2 separate regions of the Sus scrofa genome follow, and region 2 is linked to region 1. Evidence: chromatin contacts called from public targeted proximity ligation data. All regions are on one chromosome and are shown on one strand. The core of a region is the stretch at or near the end of the contact, and the rest is flanking DNA. Distances in the headings are between cores, read along the strand shown.

Evidence for each region.
Region 2: a targeted proximity ligation map of alveolar macrophages shows a contact between it and region 1. A contact is called at or near these places in 1 of 47 Hi-C or Micro-C datasets (blood) and 2 of 2 datasets of targeted methods (alveolar macrophages and skeletal muscle).

Annotation. Positions count from the first base shown.
Region 1 is chr4:100,904,781-100,911,791 of Sscrofa11.1, reverse strand. All of the region lies in intron 2 of LOC110260433 (a long non-coding RNA gene), which reads left to right. Among named protein-coding and RNA genes, the nearest start is that of NOTCH2, 43 kb to the left of the region's middle.
Region 2 is chr4:100,996,130-101,003,237 of Sscrofa11.1, reverse strand. All of the region lies in intron 1 of NOTCH2 (neurogenic locus notch homolog protein 2), which reads right to left. Among named protein-coding and RNA genes, the nearest start is that of NOTCH2, 48 kb to the right of the region's middle.

The DNA.
Region 1 (7,011 bases), core at 67-2,566:
TCCATCTTACTCCAGAATTCTTTGCCTCACCTCCTATCCAAGTGCCCATATTCCTCCCTTTAAATTTCATTGATGATCTAGATCTCGGAAATTTTCTGGGTTGAAGAGAAAGAAACTGAACATGATGGGAGGGGTGAGAAGGCTGCAAGGGAAAGGGGTAGGCAGCAGGGCACGTTGCACCTATTTCCCAATGCTTCCACAGTCGGTCCTGGCCGCTTGCAGGATAGAAAAGTGAGAAGCAGAAAGGCCAATGAGTAACTTAGTGGTCTTGGGTACACGGTATGTTCTCTACCCCCCACCCCCCCAACTCCAGCTGCACTAACTGTATTTCCTGTTCTGTTATCTAAAGTGTGAGTCTGGCACTCTCTGAAGACACAAGTGCCCACTTCCAGCCAAACAAAGCAGCCTTTCCTCCAGCCCAAGATGCCCCCCCACCCCCCGCCCCCGCCCAGTTTCTGTTCTCTGCTTCTCCAGCTGGAAAAGCAGGGCCCAGCTCTCACCTCCTCAGATTCGGAGGTGATGAGTAATGATCCACTGTGAGACTCTACAGTTTCAAGGAGTTCCCAACCTGATCAGTATTTAAAATCTAGACCAAATTATTGCACATTTTCCCACACTTTTCATTTCCTTTCCCTATAGTTCTGGCTGCTGAAGAATTAGTATCTCCTTTAATAGCAAAGGTGGCAAACATAAGTAGTAAGGGTAGGCAGAGGCAAAATCATAAAGTAGGTGGAGTATATCGTTGATGCTCTCATCTCCTCCCTTTCTCCTTCTCCCTCTATCGAAGTCAGGAAAAAATCTGAAAATGGTCATTTACACATTAATGTGAATTTAAAGCTCTCTAATTGTCTCTCACAGGGATTTTTATAAATTTTTTTTTTTTTTTGGCCACTCCTAGAAGCAGCCTTTCAGGCAGGTAGCCAGTGTATTTTTCAGGGAACATGGGAGCCTATATCAGGTAGAGAGCTCCTTAGAAACACTTGTATCCCTGGGAGGTTCCTGCTCACAGAGCTGCACTATGAGGGGATTTTGAAATAAATGGTCCACAGCCATTCATTTCGGGGACTTTTCCCCAGCCTCTGCCTCTCTGGTGGCTTTTCTGTCATTACCTACCTTCTTAGGCCAATACCTGGTGACACTCATGGTGACCCAGAAGGCTGGATCACGGGAAGTAGAGAATGGGCTGTGCTGATGATTTATTAAACTCTGTGGCTTCTTGCTCCTCCACAAGACTCCTCATCAGAGGGTGCGGCTTGGGTCATGCTGGGCACTCAGCAGCTTTGTGGTGGGTATCGGTTTGTGCTTCCTCCCCCTTGCTTTCGATTCAATGCTTTCCTGTTGCAGTCTGAGCAGTTCTATTTAACCGCAGCCCCACAGCAGCTACCACTGCATGCAAACTGGATCCAATCAGGGGCAAGTGTAGGGTAACCAGAGGGGAAGAGTTAAGAGGTAAGAAAGGAGAGTGCTAGAAGCCAACTGGAAATGAACAAAAAATTCCAAAGAGAGAACATCATGGTGAATAATAATTGAGAAAACATTCCAGTAATTTAAAAAAATATGTTCCAGCTCACATTCAGTTGTGGTAAAAGTCAATCCTGACCTGAGTTAATCAGTTCAAATACATTTTCATTAGAACATAGCCTTGGATGTATTTTTCAAAGAATTAAGAAATATATCAAATTAGATAAAGTTAATTTGGGTTTTAATCCAAGAATTAATATAAAATTAAGTAGCCAAATTCAGTTCTGATAAGGTTAATGACAATTTCAGGGTAGAATTTAGACTTCATATAATTGAGGTCCTAGAGAGGGTGTTCCAGGCAAGGGCAAGAGCATTTGTGAAGGCCCAGAAGCAGGAGGAAACAGTTTGTATTTAAAACACTGCAAGCCAGCATGAGTGATGCACAGACTGATGGCAGGTAGGCAGGTTACTGATCATGAAGGGCTTAGGAGCTATGCTAAGAAGTTTGGACTCCATAGCCTATGAACGGTGGGAACAACTAAATGATTTTTAAACAAAGGAGGTGAATTGTTCAGAATTACATTTACAAAAAAGTTTCTGATAAGTGGTGGAAAATGACACAAGAAGAGAAAAACCGGGGGCAGGAAACTAGCAAAGTCTTGCACAAATCCAGAGGCGATTGATTGCTTAGGCCAGATGGGGATGAGAGTAAGTGGGTAGATCCAAAGAAGTAGATTTAACTGGACTTGGTTGTTGATTGAATGTGATGAGTGAGCAAAAGAGTAAGCAAGGTTGAATCTTAGGTTTCTGGCTAGAGCATCCGGGCAGATGTTGTAGCATATATTTGGATAAGAAACATTAGAAGAGGAATAGTTTGAAGGAGTGAGTTAATATGGCTTCAGGAACTTCCAAATTGAAATGGTTCTAGAAGGCAGTTGAATATTTAAGTCTGGAGTTCAGGAAAGGTAGAGATTTGGAAATCACTGGAATGTAGATCTCAACTACATTGAAAGGGATATGATTTCTCAGAGAATGTGTAGAGGATAGAGAGGCTGGCATAGGATGGGGTCTTGAGCAACAGCAACACCTAAAACTCTTGTAGAGAAAAAGGAGCTTGCAAAGGATACAGAATATCCATGACTAAAGTAGGAAAACCATACTAGTGTGTGGAAACCAAAGGAAGATGGTGAGTCCATCTAGGAGGTCATTAGAATCAGATGCTGCTCAGAGTCAACTAAGATAGTGACTGATGTATCCACTGGATTTAGTAACATCATCAGGGGGTGGGGGGAATCACTGTCTTTAGTGAAAGCCCCTTCAACACAGTGGGAACCAATGCCAGATTAGGCTGGGTTGAAAAATGAGGGCCAAGTGAAGAATTAGACACAATAGAGTAGAAGTTCTTTGGTGGTTCAGTGGATTAAGGAACTGGCATTGTCACTGCTGTGTATGGGTTCAGTCTCTGGCAAGGGAACTTTCAGGTGAGGTCAAAAAAACAAAAAACAAACCTGAAGGAACAATAGGGTAGACAGCTCATTCAGCAAGGCACACATTCTATTCCCTCCACCTCAAATGCTCTTCAACACCATTCCTACTTGGTAAATCTTGCTCACTCCAAGGATGGGCTGAAGTGAAGGAGATTTATAAACAAACAAAAATCTGAGAAATACATTTTTTCCAGAGACAAATTCAGCCAGGGCTAGAAGTCAGGAAGTGAGTGCTCTTATTCTGTGCTCACCAGACAAGAACTTTCATCTAGTAAGGAAGGGCTGTACATTCCCTGGTGCCAGTGTGGGGGTGTTGGTCTACAGTAAGCCAAGAATGTGATGCAATTCTTAAGAACAGGAAGAGGTTTAGCTGGAATGGAAAGAGGACTCTGACTGGGGGGTGGCAATAGCAGGAGTAGAGTGAGAAACAATAATTTTTTTCGAAAGAGTAGAGCCAGAAATGAACAGACAAAAGCAGAAGGAATTGAAAAACTGTAACTGAAAGCCTTTCTATCCTATCTCTGATTTCAATAAGCAGACAGAAAGGACATCAGACTGAGAATTGGCTCTTCGATCATTCATTAGGAGAGAAAATATCCATCCCTTGGGACTCTCTTGACTTATGAGGTACCTCCCTGCTCTTTTCTCTTTGAGCTGATAACAGATGAGGAAATTTATCTGTAAAATAGGGATCGTGGCTATCATCCTCATATGAAAACATGTGTGATGAGAGCACTTCATATGCTCTGAAAAACAGTTCAGGAGTTCTCATTGTGGTGCAGCGGAAATGAATCCAGCTAGTATCTATGAGGATGAGGGTTTCACCCCTGGCTTTGCTCAGTGGGTTAAGGATCCGCACTGCCATGAGCTGTGTTCTAAGGTCACAGATGCAGCTTGGATCCAGCGATGCTGTAGCTGTGGCAGAGGCCGGCAGCTGGGAACTTCCACATGCCATGGGTGTGGCCCTAAAAAGAAAAAAAAAGTTCAAAAAAAAAAAAAAAGATCAGTTCAAATGTTAGCTGCTAATGTTCTTGGAATGTACAAAAGCACAAGCATATTTTAAAACTTATTTATTTATTTTGTCTTTTTGTCATTTCTTGGGCCACTCTTGCGGCATATGGAGGTTCCTAGGCTAGGGGTCCAACTGGAGCCATAGCTGCTGGCATACGCCACAGCCACAGCAACGCCAGATCCTTAACCCACTGAGCAAGGCCAGGGATCAAACCCTCAACCTCATGGTTCCTAGCCGGATTCGTTAACCACTGAGCCACGACGGGAACTCCCTAAAACATATTTAAATAATGAAAGAATAAGAAAGACTGGATACTGATGATACAGATAACATTTGCTCCAAATGACACAAACTCTGTGACAGATATTTAGATACTGTTGGACATCATTGGATGCTTTGGACTTAGCATGAACAGCTTACTTTCCCCTTATTAAAAACATTTTTTAATTGAAAAACTGGTGCTGTGTGAGATCTAAAAATCTGGGGTTAAATGGAAAAACATGGCTGGCGGTTTCTGGTTACACAGGTCAAATCACGGAAATGAGATTAAAGAAACAGCCCCAATTATTTTCTTCAGAGGATACAGAAAAGGCAAATAATATTTTAAATGAGTGAATGTTTGTTATGGCATTTATAATATCTGAATTTGCCTCTTCTATCATCTAAAGACCATCACTTTTTAAAGGCTTTACAATACAGAAAATGCTGCTTTGCTTTGAGGAAGTGGCAAAGAGCCCTCGGGCTGGAGCTTTGCTGCCCTCTTCTGGGAACATTAAATCATGGTCTGAGAAATGGACTAGGATCCCAACTAAATACTGTGGCATAACTAGACCAGGATATGGCCCCATCATTAGTAAAGTCATTATGGGAACTGGGTTGCTAGTTTTCAGAGGAACAGGCAGAACTGCACTCATCACAAATGCTTTTCTTTTTTTTTTTTTCTTCTGTTTTTCTAGGGCCACACCCATGGCATATGGAGGTTCCCAGGCTAGGGGTCTAATCGGAGCTGTAGCCGCCGCTAGCTATGCCACAGCCACAGCAATGTGGGATCTGAGCCGAGTCTGCAACCTACACCACGGCTCACGGCAACGCCGGATCCTTAACCCACTGAGCAAGGCCAGGGATCGAACCCTCAGCCTCATGGTTCCTAGTCGGATTCATTAACCACTGAGCCACGATGGGAACTCCACAAATGCTTTTCTTGAACAGTTAGAATAGTGATACAGTGTAGTATTTATAGATCACAGTTCATAAAACCCTCAAAACCATCATTGCATTTTTACCTCCTTTTATACTCAAATAGTCCCTGTAAAGTACTCAGAGTTGGTATCATTCCCATTTTTTTCAACCATGGGAAGCTGAGGTACACAGTGCCTACATAATCTACCCAAAAAGTCCTACAGCTTCAAAGTGTGAAATGGTCTAGAAATTAAGTCTTTTGGCTCCCAGCTCAATATTTTCTACCCTTTCACCTCCACAGACAGCTGCTTCATGTAAGTAATTTCTTTCTGTTGCAGTTTCCATTTTACACTCTAGTGTTCACCTACTTGATGACAATAAATATGCTGCTTTATTATGATTCTAGCAAGGCTACGATTGTTGTAGCAAAAAACAACAACCCTCTCCCCAATATATCTATATAAATACCAAAAGCAAGATGGTGGGCTATAGCAGAACTTCTTAAACTTCTTCTTCTAAGTTCTTTAGTATCTTTTTGTAAAATAGAACCTTTAGCAGTTTTGGACTGTCAATTCCCAACTCTATTACTGGAGAAAATTGGGTTTAAGAAAGATGGAAGAAAAAGCAGAGTGTAGAGATGAGAAAAAAAGACCAATTTGAAAGTCAGATTACTTTTATTCTAAAGTTCTAAGTGTGCAAACAAACACACTCTGAATATTAATGCAAATGGCCAAACGAAAGGCATGCAAATAGATAGACTCTTCAGTCCTTGCTATCTCCTTCTGTGTGCCCAATTCAACCAAGCTCATTGCCTACCTACACTATTTGCAAGGGAATCCTTGGGAGAAGTCTGGCAGGTACAAATTGCTATCACTTTGGTCATAACTAAGCCCGAAACCAGCTTCTTAACTTTAGCATGGTAAAATGCCTTACTTTACCAAGACACTTATCATTGTATTGGAGTCACATTTTCAGATGACAAATTGGTAATCAGTTAAGTGACAGGAAAACCTCATTTAATAGTATCCACAAACATAAAAGCAACCATAGGCTCTGTGGTCACCTGGAAACCTTTTCAGACTGAGATCTGCAGTATGACTTTTGTGCTTTTTCTTCAAGTCTAATTTGACTCTATGTCTTAATTTCCTCTTCCTCGTCACCCTTTTACCTTTTTGTTGTTTCTGCCCTAAAGAACCAACTTCATTTGCTATCTTTCTTCCTCTTCCCCAATGTGTTCACGATATAGATATATAAAATCTCCCTGTTGGTACCCTCTTCCGTTCTTTTTAATGTGCCTCTCATCTCTCATTCCCTTATTAGGCCCATACCATTTTACCATACTTTTTTTCTCCTTTCATTCAAATTATGTGTATATCCATGACTTAAAGAGCAGCCCAGTTCCAGAAAACCTTTTGCATAATTTTTCTGTAATTTACTCATTCTGCAATTATTTGCTGAGTACCTCCAACATGTCAGCCATTGTACTGAGTGCCTATGAATCAGACGTAAGAGTATCAATTGGTCTCTAACTTAGGGACCTCATGCTGTATAGAGCCAAGGAGACAAATACATACTGGCTCCTATTTTAAATTAGTAGGTTCTATGCCAGAAATATGAACATATTTGCTATGGGAGGATGAAACCACAACTTCTTCAGGTTGATAGGAAGGAGGACGTGAGAATGTTAGAAAGGCTTTACAAAGACGTTAGACTTGGCTCTTTGAGAGATGAGCAGTAGGTTGAAAGTGAAAAGGAAAGGGGTCAGGTACACACACACAAACGAAGTTCTGGAAAGAAGGTACCAATGAGTCAAGGTGCAAGGTAAAGTGGTAATTTGCCTGGTTAGAGAAAGCTGGAGCATTTGATGTGGCT
Region 2 (7,108 bases), core at 453-2,952, 91 kb before region 1:
ATGGACCTTATAGCAATACCTGGGAGCTATATGTATAACAAAAGGGACTTCTGTTAAGTTCACTTGTCCTAGAGACTACTTACTCAGCTAGTTCAACCAAGACTCTTTAGAGCCAGCTATAACCTTCAAGGAAGTTCTCAAGAATTACTGCTTCTCCTCTTCTTCTTCTTGGTCTTTATTTTCCCCCTACACCCGTGGCATGCACAAGTTCCCTGAGCTAGGGATCCAACCTGTGCCACAGCAGTGACAATGCTGGATCCTTAATCCGCTGCACCACCAGGGAACTTCCTGCTTCTCTTCTTCTGCTTCCCCTTACCTCACCAAAAGGAGCCTAAACTGGACAAAGAAGCACAATGCCTCACTCTTAGAAGAAATATAAAACCTATTTCTTAATGGCCCCCTATCTACACACATTCCCTGGGCTCACACTGTCCCATACCAAGACTTCTGACCACAGCTCAGAGTGTTTCCTGAAACTCCACATCAGCTCTCAAACAATGAGCTAGGTCTCACAGCCAGTCTGCCCACAGACAGACAATGCCATGTACTTTCAGACTGGTACTGCAGTTACATGGCACTGCCCTACCAATACTCACCTCGCATTTGACCACTTGCCAAATCAATGAGAACTATTAAGCATCCATTCTGTGCACAGATATTCATGCTCCAGAAATAAGATAACCAAATATTTAAACACCAGAATTAAAGTATGTAGTGTGTTGTTAAACCAAAGAATACATCTGTGTCACTAGATTAAGTCTATTCCTTCAGAATGTCATGGAAAAGTTCATTCATTTCTATACCACCTTATTTCCCAAAAGGCACCTTAGTCAGAAGCCCTGCAATGCCATACAACTCTGGTTAAAAACAAAACAAAACAAAAATCAGAGAAAACACGAAGATTTTTACCAAAAAGCAAAAACGTAACTACCTTCTTTCCACTCTAAGAACCACTAACATACCTTCCAAAGGCAAAAGGGTACCTTTTAAAAACAGAAAGATTCTCCCATTTCTGCCAATAAAATAATGATCTAGCTATATACCAAGCAAGAGACAGAAGACCTGGCTTTGGTTCTCCAGCTATCCCTGGTACCTACAGTGTGAGTCTGGATTCAGTCTCACAGGGTCTCTGCCTCAGTCTCCACAAACGAGAGATGGTCTCAAAAAATGGTCTCATAAAAGATAATGCACAAGAAAGTGCTCCGTAATCTATTAGATATTGTCTTGTCAACCTGCCAATTTATTCCTGTGAACTGATTCCTTCCCTCCAACTCACAGCGACCAAAATGATTTATTTTACAAAGTGTTCATGAGTTATTTGACAGCAGGTGTAAAAAAAAGTCAGAACTAGAAAAGATACTGAATACTTTCACACACACAAAACAGTCTGAAGTTATAGATATAAAGGGTTACAACAAAAAAATGGGTTAGAAAAATGACCCATAGTACATTGCCTTTCCTGGTTCTGGCAAAAATTTGAGCTGGAAAGGCAGGGTATTTAAAAAGGAAAATGAATGACAAACAAGAAATAAAGAATTATTTCAAAATCTCACGAAAGGGTAGTTTGAGAACAAGGGGTCAGGGAAGACTATGTTTTTGTAAGGTCTGACTTGCCCTTTGCTGTGGGTACACTGTCTTTTCATGTGGCCCCAAAGGAATAGTTGAGCCATTGTTGTTGTTGATAATGATGAGCAGATGCTGATGGGATGATTACACATCAACAGTTCTCAGCCTTAGGTCTTGTGTAATTGGGTGTGTCGATCTATGTCACTCTACAGATGGTTATTAAACCAGTTACAACTTCCCTAAATCATTTCACTAGACCTGAACAGCATTCTAGATAGTTATTCTCTGGTACCAACTGAGAAGAGCCACTACCATAAAAAAAAATTTTTTTTAAATAGTTCCAAGGTTTAATCCCTCTTCCTCCCAACACACATACATACACACACACACACACACACACACACACACACACACACAAAGTAGGGATGTCTGTTTAATTCAAAAATCCAAGTTATCAAATTTGAAATTTAAAATTTACCAAAACCATAAATATTTCTTTACTGCAGTGAACATAACAAATTCATTTATTTCAACCTGTCTTGAATAAAAAATATAATCAATTCCCAATTTTCCATCAACAAATGGTATGTGTTCTGGATAATCCGTGTGCCTCAGGAACAAGAACAATCCTGCTATCAAAGCTCTCCTCTGGATGACAGAGCCTGGGGAAACCTAGCTCTCATGATACACAACTGCCAAATTCTTCCTAGTGAGAGAGGTACATCACTGCAATGGGGCTTGATGACAGTGGCCTTTATGGAGAAAGCTCTCAGCTGACCACAGGGCATGGCTGGCCAAATGTCCAACTGGATTGCTGGAGAAGACAAAATGGTCCATTTGGCATTCTGTTGATACTGAGATGTCAAACCTTCAACTAACCGGCCACTCTTGGCAGTAAGCTTTCCTACACCACATACCTGAGAGAACGTTTGTTAAGATGGCTCCCTTGAATGAAAACCACAACTTGTGAAATGCACTACTGTGGAAAAAGCAAGCATACCTTTACATACAGATAGACATAAACAAGCCACAGATTCATATAAGCTTTTAGCCTTAGAATTAGTAAGCTAAACTGAAGTGCATTGCGTGAGTTTCATCATTTTTCTTTCTTTCCCCATAACCATTTGGCAGAGTTAAAATTTTAGCCATCATGCATTTTCTTCCCTAAAATGCATCAGTTACAGTTCCCACAGAAGCTAGCTATGCATTTCCTTGTGGGTGTATGCGTAAAACTACCATAACAAAACATTTTCTATTTCCTCATTTTGATTAAAAGGAAAGAAGAAATGCTAAAGTGCACTTACATAAGTGACAGTGCAAAACTGACACGCCTATCTGTATACATAATTTATAATCTGTTTAAATTTAAGGTTACGATAATAAGGAGAGAAGTGGCAAGAGCATGAAATAAAACTACATTAAGGAGTAGCCCGTGCTATATGCTCTTGAGAGATTTAAGAGAAACTTGAATGAACAACAAAGTCACTTCAGGCCACTCAGGAAGAACTAAGACTCAAGACATTAAAAACAGCTGAGGGAAAGAAAATACTAAGAGATACATACCGAGAACATAAAATGCATGTGAGGAGTTCCCATCGTGGCTCAGCAGACACAAATCTGACTAGCATCCATGAGGACGCAGGTTCGATCCCTGGCCTCACTCAGTGGGTTAATGATCCGGCATTGCCGTGTCCTGTAAGTCGAAGACAGGACTCAGATCTGGTACTGCTGTGGCTGTGGCATAGGCCAGTGGCTACGGCTTCAATTAGACCCTTAGCCTGGGAACCTCCTTATGTTGCGGGTGTGGCCCTAAAAAGACAAAAAATAAAATAAAATAAAATAAAATAAAATAAAATAAAATAAAATAAAATAAAAAAATAAAAAATAAAATAAAATGCATGTAAATGAACATGACATTATGGACTCATTGATAGAACATGCGGAAGTTGTGATGGGTTAAGGTGAGTTAGCCCCATTCTCCAGCCTCCTTCACTATGGGTCAACATTGCTGTCTAGGCAGCATGGACTACTGGTTACTGCAGGCACAGAAAAGCTTTAGGAAAAGCTAACTGACCCATTTGAGGAAAGAATCCTCAACTTCTGCTTCACTGCTGTCATGCTGTAACTAACACAACTAATCAACAGACAATCTTTTCATATCATGGGGAACAGAACACAGATTTAGGGACACTATGGAGCAAGCAATGTGCTATAAAGAAACAAAAACTGCCCTAGAAACTAGACCTGAGTTCTAATCATGTTTTACTATGTACTCACACCATGGGATCTAGAGGAACTCTCTTAAGCCATTTGAGACTTACTGTTCTCATCTGTAAAAATAAAATATCACCAGCCATCCCTCTTTAGCAGATTTCATTTGTAGCTCAAATAAGATCATATTTATAAAAGTAATTATAAACCAGAAAGCACTACTTAATGTAAAATATTCTTATGTAAAATTCCCAATCCAAAATTCTGTGAAAAAGAAAAACTTCACCATCTAGCCCAAAAATGATAAACTATTACATGATTCAAATTAGGTCATATATACCTATGAGACCAGCCTAAATGGAGCTGGGTGTCAGGCTGATATAACCAACTTCAACAAGTCTTTTTTTAATATTTTCCCACTGCTTCCCTAGTGTCTCAACAATGCTCAGGAATTACAAGCAAGAGTGATAATCTCCTACACCACCCCTAGCCTTCTCTAAGCACAGAAATCTGACATATGCCACTTCACATGCCTGATTAGATAAGCTTTCCCAATGCTGAAAGCCAAGTAATTCTAACATTTCAAACCTGATGGCATGAAGACTCAGGAGTGAAAGATGGAAACAAATAAGCCAGCCAAGTAGATCCTCCTTACAAAGTTCTCTAGCTTTGATATGAAATACTAAATAATTTCTTTCTATGAACCAACTGCTTCTGATGTGATAGATGCAAGATGCTGCAAACTGAGCAGACAAAGGGTTACCAAGGCTTTTAATTCACACACAATTAATCCTGCAAACTCTAAATTGCTAGATGATGGTGCTTCAGTCTGTTCTTCAGGTGATCCCAATCTTGCCTTGGCAATGAAGCAGAGTCCAAAGGGGATCATTAAAAGAAATTAAGACAAAGCAGGTTTGGAGACAAGTATTCCCAGACTACGTCTTCCAAAGGAGGAATTGCCATGAATCTAATGAAGTTTAAACTTTAGAGCCCCCTGCACTTGAGCACCTTTCTGTGCCAAGAACCATGCAATTTAGTATGCTGTTTCCAATATTTACAAACAATCCTGTGGGTTAGTTATTACTATTATTCCTTTTATATAAATCAGAAAACTGAGACTTAGAGAAGTTAGGTGGCTTGCCCAATACTCTTAGCTAAGAATCAGAGCCAGGTCTAGCTGGTTCCAAAACTCACCAGCTACACTAGAGTAAACATCAAAATGTAGTTGGAAAGGTATCTAAAAATCATAAACAATCAGCCTTTATTATCATTTATCTCTCATTATCCTTCATACCCCTGGGCATTTTCTCTTTCACCATCCAACCGACAGCAAAAAACAACTAAACCTGAAGGAGAAAGTCCAGTATATCTGAAAAGACCTCCATGTCTGAACATGTATGTTTAGGGAAATGTTTTAAAACAGAAGGGATTAGCTATTGATGACAAACATGCTTCTCTCATCTATTAGTAGAGATGACCATCAACTTTCAGTATCAAAGGAGGTAATAAGGGAAAGGTTCACATAAAAGAAGAAAAACCAAGGTTATCCTCACACTTTTTCTGTGACAATATTTGTAGAAATGCTGCATACAGTTAATATCAAAGTTCCCAGGCCAAGATAGGTTAATCCTGGGCAGTTTTAGTAATTGGCTATGTCCACTGTTCATATGCTGAAGGATTCCAGTCATTTCATATGGTCTTTTATACCCCTTTTGGAAAGATACAATAAGAATACAAGTGAACAGTCAAGAAAAAGCTACCTGCAGTTTAAAAGGCTGGCACCAATGTGAGGCTGGATTCCCATTTTCAATCTTTCAAAACATTTTTTATTGAAAAAAAACCTTACATATTCATTGCTAGTCTTAATCTACTAAAAAATTTCTTGGAGTTCCCACTTGTGGCTCAGTGGTTAACAAACCTGACTAGTATCCATGAGGACGCGGATTCGATCCCTGGCCTTGCTCAGTGGGTTAAGGATCCAGGGTTGCAGTGAGCTGTGGTGAAAGTCGCAGACTCAGCTGAGATCCCAAGTTGCTGTGGCTGTGGTATGGGCCGGTGGCTACAGCTCCACTTCAGCCTCTAGCTTGGGAACCTCCATATGCTGCAGGTGTGGCTCTAAAAAGACAAAAAATAAATAAATAAATAAATAAATTCTTTTAAGATCAAGAAGTATAGAGAGAGACATGCTAAACAACTTTCTCTGGATTTCCACAAACGTAATTCCATTTTCAAAAAGATTTAGGAGTTCCCGTCGTGGCACAGTGGTTAACGAATCCAACTAGGAACCATGAGGTACGGGTTCGATCCCTCCACTTGCTCAGTGGGTTGAGGATCCAGCGTTGCCGTGAGCTGTGGTGTAGGTCGCAGATGTCGCTGGGATCCTGTGTTGCTGTGGCTGTGGTGTAGGCCAGCGGCTACAGTTCCAATTTGACCCCTAGCCTGCCTGGGAACCTCCGTATGCCGCAGGATCAGCCCTAGAAAAGGCAAAAAGACAAAAAGATTTAGAAAGAAATGCAACTCCCCAAAGTAGAATTCTGACATTTAAATAATTTCGACATGATACAAATATTCAGAGGTAAAATGTTAAGAAGAGTAAAACAATACAGAAAAGTTAAATAAATCCAAAACTAAAAAAGTTAACTAAATCCAAAGTTACATTACCTGTGGGACTATAGGCCTCCACCAAATTGACAAACGCATCACTTATAGTGGGTAAGTGTGTGAGCTGTGGAGGCAAAAGGGGTTCCAGCTTCTGGTCCATACAACGGACTAACCGGGTGCCCTGGAAGACCATGCCTTAACCTTTCAGTAAACAGGAATCATAACACCCACTGTGAGAACTAAAGAAATAGGCAAAGCACTTTTTTCCAAAGCATCAGTCACATAATGCACCCTTAGTATATGGAAGCTATTGTTACTTCTTATAAGCTCCATAAGGATAGAGATTTTTGTCTATTTTGTTCACACTATTAATAAAGAAGTCTTGGTATTCATGCAAACCCTCGCAGTTCCTCCAAAGTGACATTTAAATTTATCTATATTAATTACACTAAATGCTTCTACCCTTAATATGCACCTCCTCTCTTTTACTGTAAGTGGCTGCAGCTGCTTTGAGGGCAAGATTTAAATTATTGGAAAATATTTTAAGTGTTTTAAGGGTATTTGAGTTAACATATGCACCACTTACATTCTCTATAAACAGTGTGCTTACACATAATTATAAATAACTCAGACTATAAAAGAAAACCTTTCATAGTACTCCCACAACTGAAAAACAAAGTCTTAGAAATAATTACAGAGGGAGCAAAAGGGAATGGTAGGTAGAATACAG